Linked DNA regions of Gossypium hirsutum: region 1 is linked to region 2. The links are chromatin contacts, called in public Hi-C maps. All regions are on one chromosome and are shown on one strand. Each heading gives the region's core, a stretch centred on a gene start, on an enhancer-like site or on the middle of the called end of the contact. The rest is flanking DNA. Distances are from core to core; before and after follow the strand shown.

Region 1 (5,474 bases), core at 174-2,673, 120 kb before region 2:
ATTTATAGCGGTACTCCGATTTGGATATTATAGACAAAAATGGCCAGCATATAATTAAACTAACTGATTAAACCGATTAAAGAAAACTAGAGGTTTCAAAGTTCTCATCAAAGATGGACTTGCTCGTTGAAGTTTGAAAATTCATCCATATGGGTTTAAACAAAAGTATCTTGTTTAAAAATTGTTGAATTTAATGTTTGAGTTTTAATTCGATTGGTATTGGTATTATTATTAATGTAGGAGGATATGGGTTCGATTCCATTGAAGCGCATTATCCTCCTATTTAAGAATTGGGGAGGGACTATGGGTAATTCTAATTATATCGTATCAAAAATAACAAATATCATAAGATAATAATCTATAATGTTAAAATAATGGGTTCAGCTTAGACTTTAATTTAAGATTATAAAATGTTATATTTTTATTTTCTTTTACGAATTATGTTATTCTAATTATATGAAAATTAAAATTTTATATTATAATGTAAATATTAAAAAAAACTATATAATGGTAATACAAGAAATATATAATTACTAACTATTAAATAAAAATAATGTATATGTGCATGCTTAAACGGACTCAGATTAATCATTTATAAATTTAGATAGATTTGTGCAAAATTTGACACTCATATTAATCACGGTTGGATTTGATCAACTATCTATGATATTGATATCATACATGAACTTAATCCGTTGACACCTTTAATCTCCCTTATTCAAGAGTCTTGATTCATCTCAATCGAGTCTTGAATAGTAAATTTTGTTAATCTAAGTTTCAATCTTATTCGAATTCATATTTAATAATAAAATATTATTCATATTGTTTTAAAGGCCTAAAGGAAAAAAAATCACAAAATAATTAAGAAATAATTTAATCTTCTCTTAGAATCAATTAAGCCATTAATCGAAAGTTAACAATCAATTAAGCTCTTAAAATATATATTTTTTTGTTGAAACACATAACGAATTGTTAAATGTAGAAATGGCAGCTAACGTGGATAAAATAATGATGTGGAGGTTATTGTGGTGTTTGACATGGAAAAATGCTAATGCAGGGGCTTAATTAATTTTTTAAATTATTTTACGAAGGCTTAATTAGTTTTTAGAAAATGTAGAAAAATTATTAAAAAATTATAAAAAGAAATTATATAAAAATAATAAAATGATAAAAGAAATATAATTTATTAAAAATACAAAATTTATAAAAGGAGAAGTAATTTTAAATTTTTTAATAATTTATATAATTTTTCCTATAAGTTTCAATTTTTTTAATAATTCTATAATATTTTAATAAGTTTAAAAAAAATTTATAAACAAATTGATTCTCATTTTTGTTTTCTTTCACACATTGCCCTACATTATACCCCAACCTATCCTTCTCAACTTCCCTCACATCACTTCTCATCAATTAAAACTATTACTCATCACTCACTTTAAACTTCCAAACTACTAGAATCCCTCACTCAGCACCTCACACAATCCCCATCACTATCACACATCAAGCTTCCTATTTTTTTATTACCAAAACCAAAGGCTCCAACCTTCAAAATAACAAAATTATTATTTAATTTTAAATAATTTACCATATATTTAATATATTTATAATTTTACTAAATTTAATATATTTTTATCATATTAATAAATTTTATAACTTATTTCATAGTTTTCTATAAATTTTTAATAAATTATCTATAATTTCTAAAAGTTTTATAATATTTCTATGATTCTTGCATAGTTTTTTCGTAATATATTAATAATAATTATAAATTTAATTATTTTTTTAAATTTTCTATTTTTTTATAATTTTTTACAATTTCTAATATTTATAATGTTTTATTATTTTTCATAATATATTAAAATTATACAAAAATTATAATTTTTTAATTTTTATAGTTTTTAATAATTCTTATAATATTTTAATAATTTTTAGACTTAAATAATTACAAAAATTAATTAAATCTTCACATTAGATTTTTTTTATATATTAAAAGCAATGTCAACTGTCACATAATCATTTTTCCATATCACATGTTGGCTGGTAGCCACCACATCATCCTTAACTGTTTATCAAAGGCTTTGACAGAAACTAAATTCTAAGTGTTCAACTGATTGCTAATTTTTGATTTGGAACTCAATTGATTGTAGTTCTTTATTAACAGATTAATAATTTTTAATTATTTTACGATCACTTTTTTGACATTTAAACTTATTTTAAACAATGAAATGAGTTATCTTACTCTATTCTGTAATCTGTAACATATGTAAAAGCACAAATTTAAAAACTTTTTTGAACTAACGACAATATTCTTTAGTTTCAATTATATTTTTAAATTAATATTTAAAATTATTACTACTATACTTTTTAACAATAAATAACTTGTGATACTTTTATTTACTCTAAAAATAGTTATAATTTCACATAAAATATTTACCATTTTAGCCAATTGGAAGTTAACATGTGGAAGCATATCCACATTGTAATGCCCTAAATTTTTTTATTATTTCGGTTTCTGTAAATTTTTATACAAGCATCTGTCTGCTTCAGTGGCTAAATGTTTTGAGTGTGCGTGAGAGGTCTTGGGTTCAAGTCTCACATTTGGTAATCTTTGTTATCTTTGGATCCAAGCCTTATCCTTATTCAGTGGGCTTATATTAAATTGCTTGTAAATTTATATCAGAATAAGCCTACTGGTTTAAGTGGTAAGGAAGTTTGTGTGTTGGGGGGTCTTAAGTTTGAATCTCTGTGTGAGCGTGGATAATATATTTTTGCTCGATTGTCTGATGGTGTAAAATTAAGGAGGTTATCAGATTGCTGATTCTGTCCAGTTTTAATTCTTTTTCCCAAAATTTTTGTCCCTAACATTTTTTCTCTCTTCCCCTATCTCTCACTTTCTTTTTTTTCCTCTTCTTTAGGTTTCTGCTGTTCTCTTGTTCGTCTGATTGTGACTAAGGTTTTTGGAATCGTTAATCAGTTTGGTAAGTAGTTGGGCGATTGTTATCATTTAGGTTTTCTTTGAATTGTGGTCAATCTTAATGATTAGCCGATAAGTAGAAGTACTCGATGAATTCTGTGGTGTAGGAGAAGATTGTGAGGCAGGAAATTGCTTTTTGACGGCTTGATTTGAGGCGGTGGTCATTTTTGTTTAAGCTGTAAGTCGGTTTTGCATAATTGGATGAATCGTGTTAGGCTTATTTTTTGTTACTAAAAGGTGTTGAACATCCTATTTTAGGTAGTGGTGGTCTCAAGAGTGGTTTTGCAGCAAAAACGAATCAGTTGTGTTCCTGAAACGCAGAAAAATGAGTTTCGACGAAAGCTAAAAAATTGTTCTGTTGACACCGCACGGGCGAGTGGCTGACCGTGTGGATGGCCGTGTACGAGACACTACCGTGTGGGCCATACTGGCTTGGCCAAGTTAGGCGTGTGGGCCCACACGAGTAAGGCCAAGTATGGGCGTGTGGACCCAAAATTCTGAAATTTTTCCTACGGTTGCACGGGTTGTTCCAATCGACCGTAGGCCTATTGTAGGGTCAATAAGGGCTATTTAAACCCTATTTTGAATGTTATGATATTCTGATAGACTGATCCGAGTAGGATACTAAATGTATGCCTGACTGTACTGCCATAGGTATATCTGTTATTTGTATAAAAGTAAGTCGAGCATGTTTAATCTGATAAATCTGTATGTGATTTTCTGTATCTGATTTGGGGTAGGATTTGTATATGAGGAGGATGTATTTTGTTCGGTGTTAATCGCATTTATTCTGGCAGCTTGGCTGCATACTATCTGATATGTGTCTTAATGGCACATCGTGGTGTGTAGGGATGGATAGGTATTTTTAACCCCACATGGTGTAATGGGATGGTCGGAGTTGGTGTGTAGAGGATGAGGTTAGAATTCTGCATATCTAAAACTAAAACTGTTATCTGAATCTAAATCTGAAACTAAATCTGTATCTGTATCTGACTGTGCATGTTATTCTGTGTGTTTGCATGCTTAATTCTGTTGGGTTATACACTGAGTTTTTGTAAACTCACATCTGTTGTCTTTTTTGTCAGGTAATCCACAGACTTAGGCGGATTGTTGCGACGGAGCCTCTTGGTGACCACGAGTTCATAGATTGGTTATGTTTATGATTTTTATTTTAAAGATTATTTCTGGATTTTTGTAATAATTGGACTCTTCAGACTTTTTGACTGATTTACTTTTGGGTTTGGATTTTCGTTTTAGGATTTAACTTGCGACTGATATCTAAAAACTATGATTTATACTAAAACAAAGGTTTTTCTAAAAATATGAACTGATTTCTTGAAATATATCGTTTTTGTAAGCTTCTGCTATTAAACATGTTTTAAGGCTAATTAATTAATTGAATAAACATTTTGACAATGGATAAAGGAAAATATGAGTTTTAAAACTGAAATGGTTTTAACGTGTAGTGTTCGATATTAAAACCCATTCTTTATGACATTTCCGGATTCGACCATATCGTCTAGGTCAGGTTTGGGGTGTTACATTTAGTGGTATCAGAGTTAGGTTGTAAAACTTGACTGTGAATTTTGGGCTCCAAAATTATATTTCAAAAAGAATTGATTTTGAAATAATTTAAATAATTTGAACAATTTGAGAAAGTATATGGTACACTGAGTCTCCGGCGTCGATCCTGTAAGTATTTCTGAAACTTAGTTAAAACTTTTCTAAAACACTGTAGATAGTACATTCTGAAACTGTACTGAGTAGTTAAAGATGGAAACCTTTGGAAACAATTCTGAACTTCTGATAATTTATGCATAAAAGGTCTGCTAATAATACTGGAACTGATGCATAAAATTTTTAATATAGATAAAACTCAAAATATATAATGAGCGCTCGTAGAACTCGCGGACTTGACATTCGAGGCCGTAGGGGGCTCAAGCTAAGTTTTCTTCTCTGGGTAGTATGCCGAACTTAGATATGAGTGAGACACTAGTTTCGCTTGCTACTGAGATTGGGTCTCAAAATTGCTCGGATGGGGATGACGCACTGTCCTAAGCCATGTTGAGGATTTTGAGAGGGTCGCTGGACCTCATTATGGAGCTGGGGGCCGAGGTTCGATAATTGAACGACTTCGGTCTAATGGTGTTGAATTGTTTAAGGGTGTCACTAGAGTCACCCCTAATGTGGCCGAGTATTGGTTGGAGGCCACCAAGAGGATCATGAACGATTTAGACTGTACTCCTGAGCAAAAATTTAAAGGTGCAGTTTTCTTACTTCGTGACGAGGCATACCAGTAGTAGTTAATAGTTGAGGAGGGTACTCAGCCTGATTGTCTGAACTAGGATTTCTTTAAGACCACCTTCCAGAGTAAGTACGTGGGGGCGAGCTATGTGGATACTCGTAGGCGTGATTTCATGAATCTCATGCAAGGCGATAGATCTATGGCTGAGTATGAAGCTGAGTTTCTGAGGCTGAGCCGCTATGCTCGAGGCATGGT
Region 2 (5,088 bases), core at 2,404-4,903:
TCCTTATGCTTCTCCGCCCAGTCTTCGTCGTTCTTCCTCAGCATGTCCACCTTGTGTAGTTCCTTTACGTCTCGCGATGGCAGTGAAATTCGTTGCCTACCCCCGAACTACCATAGAACCCAGTCTAATTCGTGCATTTCCACTATCGCATACACTACCAACGCCACCTTTACGTTTTATATCTCTCGATTTTCCAACACTTCCAATGGGATGCAAGATATGATCTCGAAGTTGGCATACGACTTCCATTCAAACTGAAAAACATAAATTGTCAATATTGTTATGTACTAATTTTTTTAACGAATCATTGCATAAATATATAGGTTCAAAAAGGATAGGAAATTAACCTCGGTTTTGGAGCGTTGATCTAACAGTAGCCTAACGTCTTCCAACTCGTCAAGCAGTCCGACATAACTCAACCAATGGTTCCACTAGCACAAGCGATATATTAGGTGAAACATATAATAAATAAAAACATTTACTACATAAACTACGTATTTATTGATAAATTATGTTTACCTCATTACCAACGGGAACACGTATGAGTCTGTGACTCTAGGACGTAAAAATAGTATTCACCATCAAGCCCATGACTACAGCAACAACAAGCAACTACCGATCGATATCTTATCCTGTTGTGTTGCACGAGAAAGCTCCCGGTATAACGTAGACAATACGGCAAATCCCCAACTTAGTTTTGTGCATTCACTAAAGTCCATTAGATGTAGAAGCCACCTTATGTGCACCAATTTTCTAGATTTATCAGGCATTAAAATGCCCCTAATTAACCTCATGATGAATGCTCAGGCGTATTGCTGTATGACCACCTCCATTGCATCCTCGGAAAGTTTATTGAAATTTTTCTCCAACTAGTTGGTTGATATTCAACCATCTTCGAACCTATTTGAGACCTTCCCCAACATTGTCGTGCAGAGGTCCACTTTCCCCGAAACCACCACTGACCCTATGATGACTAGCCCTTCCACCGGCAGACCAAGCTGTAATGCTACGTCCTCGAGTGTGATTCTGCACTCGCCGCATAGAAGGTGGAAAGTGTGTGTTTCAAGCCTCCATCTTTCCACCAACAGGCTGATTAATATGGGATCGAGTTTGTAGCCCTCTTGCCTGTGAGACGCACATAAGAATCCAGCCTATTGTAGGTACCCATGAATTTCAGTAATCAAAGGCTCCCTTGTAGTATGTATGAATGCCTCTAGCACACGATCGTCCGCCTATTTACAACATTAAAAAAATATTTAGATTTATCGAAAAAAATTAACATAATTAAAAATAACGAAAATATAAAAATAACCAATTACTGTTGCTATTTGGGCAGCAGAAATATGGTTGTCATCGAAACGGATTAGAGAGGCGTCCATTCTTGAGAAATTGATCCGAACGAATAAAATACGATATAATTAAAAATATATTATTTTTAAATAAAAATATAAATAAAATTTGAATAAAAAGCTTAAGAGAGTTTAAAAGAAGGATATGAATGAAAAAAAAATGAAATTTAGGGGGTATTTATAGGGTTAAAAAAGTAACCGTTATGATTTTTAATTTTTTTTACCATTTGGCACAAACAACAGTTAAAAAGTCATTAAAGTTACTGTTGTGGGAAAGGGCGTCTAGTTGGGCGCGCTTTCACATTCTCTCTCCTAAAACCGGCCTATTTCCCTAATTAAAATAAAAATCAACCTAAAGGCCTAAATAAAAATAATAATACAGCCTAAAGGCCTTATTTTCCAAATTTTAGGATAAATTACATTAATAGTCATCTAATTATGAAAAGTTACAAAATGGTTATCCAATTATTTGATTTTCTTTTTCTTTTTTTAGCCATCCATTGTTAAATTGGTAATGGAAAGATGACATGGCAATTTTTAAAATGGGCATAATAACAAATTTAGCCTTCAACATTTACTTAATTTTTAAAAATTTAGCCCTCAATATTTACACATTTCTTAATTGTATCCTATATTTTACATGAAAATATAATTTAATACACAATGAGTAAACTAGAAATAAAAGCAAAAATATTTTTTTAGAAAAACTTCATCTATTATTAAACTAGACAATCCTCAAATACATTGCTTTCCTTATACTTCAAATGACTAAGAACTTGATATCTCTCAATGAATTAATTTATTTTTTGTTAGCTTGAGTTGACTGCCATTAATGAAGCAAATCAAAGCTTAAAAAAATTATTCTCTTAAAGTTGTTAGACTTACAATTGGATTGAATAAGTGAAGCAGGTATTTTTTTTTCAAGCAATTGAATTAGCTTCACCTTTTTTTCAAAATTTGAGTTGTTTTGTTTCTTGTTGCTCATTGAATCAAACGCAAGGATAATGTCGAAAAGGGTCACAAAGAAAAGCAAAACTACAAAATGATCAAATTACATGTGTAAACATTGAGAGTTTGATTTTTTAGAATTAAGATTAAATTGACACAGTGGATAAATGTTGAGAGTTAAAGTTATTATTATATCAATTTTCTAAAGCTACTGCATTAACTTTTATTAGCCATTTAACGATTGGTGACTAAAAAAGAAAAAAAATCGAAAAGTTGGGTGATCATTTTTTAACTTTTCATAGTTAGGTGACAAAAAAAAGACTAATAATTGAGTGATTACTAGTATAATTTACCTTAAATAATAGGATTAATATATTCGGAGGTACCTGAATTGGCAACTTATACTTACTTGATATCTAAACTTGAAAATCGTAAACTAACTTGATACATTTTTTAGGTACCTAACGAACAGCATTAAAATATGACATTAACTACCAATAGCATATGCCATATGACAATATCATATTTTGACATGTGGCAAAAATTAAAAATATATATTTAAATACGAGACTACCACATGTCACCATGACATTGGTGGTGAGTGATTATATTTTAATAGTGTTAATCATGTACCTAAAAAAAAGTATCAAGTTAATTTATAATTTTCAAATGTAGATACCAATTAAGTCTAAAAATTTAGATACCAAAAATTAATTGCCAAATTCAAGTCCAACTATATATATTAACCCCTAAATAATAATTTAATAAGGTATTTTTATATACTTTAATTTTAAATTTTGATTTGAAACGCTATTCACTCTTCGTAACTTCCTTCTTCTTCTTTTTTTTTCTAAATTATATATTTTGAACGTGAATGTGCATAGATAAATTTAAACCTTTTGAATCTTAATAAATTATAGTATTAAAAATAATTATTTACTTAAAAACTATTACTTTATTTTTTTAAAAAAAATATAACTTATTTTAAAAAATATTTTTTAATCCACAAAGTGCGATGAATTCTAGTTCATATAAAAAAATTTGATATATTGATAATTAAATTTTAGAATTATTCATATAATCATGTTATATGCTTTATAAGAGATCATTGAGACACGTTTTGGATAGAAATAAATAAAATATTAATGACTTTGTCTTATTGATGTGTGCAATGTGACTGTTTTAATGTACAAAGGCTTTCCATCTGTGTGCTTTGTGACAAATTTCCTTAGTGGAGATCGTCATGATAAAAAGCTGGAACCAAGCATTCAGTTTTTGGAATTATGCATTTGGATGCCCAGACTGAAACAAACAAAAAGGCTATTATTATTTTCGTGGTTGGTTTGACCTCGTATTCAGTCATACAGACCTCAGTATTTCACCTCATTATCCATCCAATTAAGACCCACTCAGTATTTGATTGATCATTTCCAGATCCCTGATCAAAGATTAATTGAAATGGAAGGGAGGAAATTTGGGGTAAATTTAGATAAAGTCAGTCAACCAACCATGTTACCTGTAATCCAGCAAGTCCCAGCTAATGATGGTGCCAAGTCACATGGTCCCAACTTTCACAACCTGGAGACTCCCCACTATCCTGGTCACTAAGCAGACCAAGTAAAACAAACCAAGATATTGAAATCCCATGGTATGCCTACGAACACGAATCAAACTCTTAGAACACCCCCAACCCCAAAGAATAAGCTAACATCTTTCTTCATTTAACAATGAATATCTCCAAACAAATTCAACATTACCATAAACAAAGCAGAAGATGATGATACATTGAACAGTTAAAAAATGATCTCTACAGCAACTGTTAAGAATCCGGGCGCTTGAAAACGGTTTATTGTACATGAGCAAGATGCCCACTGAACACATTTGGATGAAACTATATATTGCACAATGCACACTAGATGACTAAAATAACACAATGGAATGGTACATGCTGAGTAAAATGACTATAAACCAACTAGTAACGGAGATTTGTAGGATTGCAAAGTAAAGTACATGCACTTATCTTTCATCGCTTCAGCTTCACTTCCATACTCTTTGAATTTATATTCATCCTGTTTAAAGCTAGGGGGAACTTTGCCCTCACTGTAGCATTGATTACATAGACTAAAATGAGACTTCACTTCCCTAAAGCGAGAACCAATAACTGGGTAACGGCAAACTGCACAAACCCGGCGCCCATGACGGTTCCTATCTCCATTTTCTAACTTCAACAGAGTGGACATGATACCAAATCCCCAATCAGGATCATCGAACATGGTAAGAAATTCATTGAAAGATACCATTGAGGAATCTGTTTCTCCATGAACTTCCAGGATTTCACTAATTCCATGAGAAGGAACATAAATAGCCCTCAACAATTTGATGTACTGTACAGCATCCACCTTTCTAATCTGAGAACTACCCTCATTTACTGGCCGCCATAAGAGTGCATCAAAGGCAATCCTTTTTCGTTTATTTGGAGGTCCATTACAAATGGGAGCAAGAACAGCATAAAAAATGCCCAAGTCCACCCTGCCTGATCCTGTTTCATCCAAGACAGAGAGGATACTCTCGTTTATAGCTTTGACAGCTCCTTGAAAGGTTTCAGGTTTTAGAAAACGAAGTAATCTGCGTAGAATTCCTTCCAAATTAGGCTTACGAATGGATTTCTGAGGACCTCCGCCACCAGAGTAGGAGACTGGTACATCAATTTCATTCATTTCCTTCTTCAAAAGATCTACATTGCAACGGCTCAATCTTGTAATTCTCTGGAAAGCCCTAATTTGAATAGCAC

The links. A called contact is a pair of places that touch in the nucleus more often than the background predicts.
Region 1: a contact with region 2 is called in a Hi-C map of leaf, with 4 times the contacts expected there. The contact joins two enhancer-like sites. A contact is called at or near these places in 12 of 34 Hi-C or Micro-C datasets (anther, cotyledon, fibers and 4 more).

The regions. Positions count from the first base shown.
Region 1 is chrA01:23,265,595-23,271,068 of Gossypium_hirsutum_v2.1, reverse strand. No RefSeq gene overlaps it. Among protein-coding and RNA genes, the nearest start is that of LOC107918002, 19 kb to the left of the region's middle. Within about 2 kb of position 1,423, at least 1 of the 9 cell types and tissues checked has an H3K27ac peak or open chromatin away from gene starts, as enhancers often do. A contact at or near this core is called in leaf, where this site is marked.
Region 2 is chrA01:23,152,421-23,157,508 of Gossypium_hirsutum_v2.1, reverse strand. It overlaps the pseudogene LOC107918004. Among protein-coding and RNA genes, the nearest start is that of LOC107918013, 130 kb to the right of the region's middle. Within about 2 kb of position 3,653, at least 6 of the 9 cell types and tissues checked have an H3K27ac peak or open chromatin away from gene starts, as enhancers often do. A contact at or near this core is called in leaf, where this site is marked.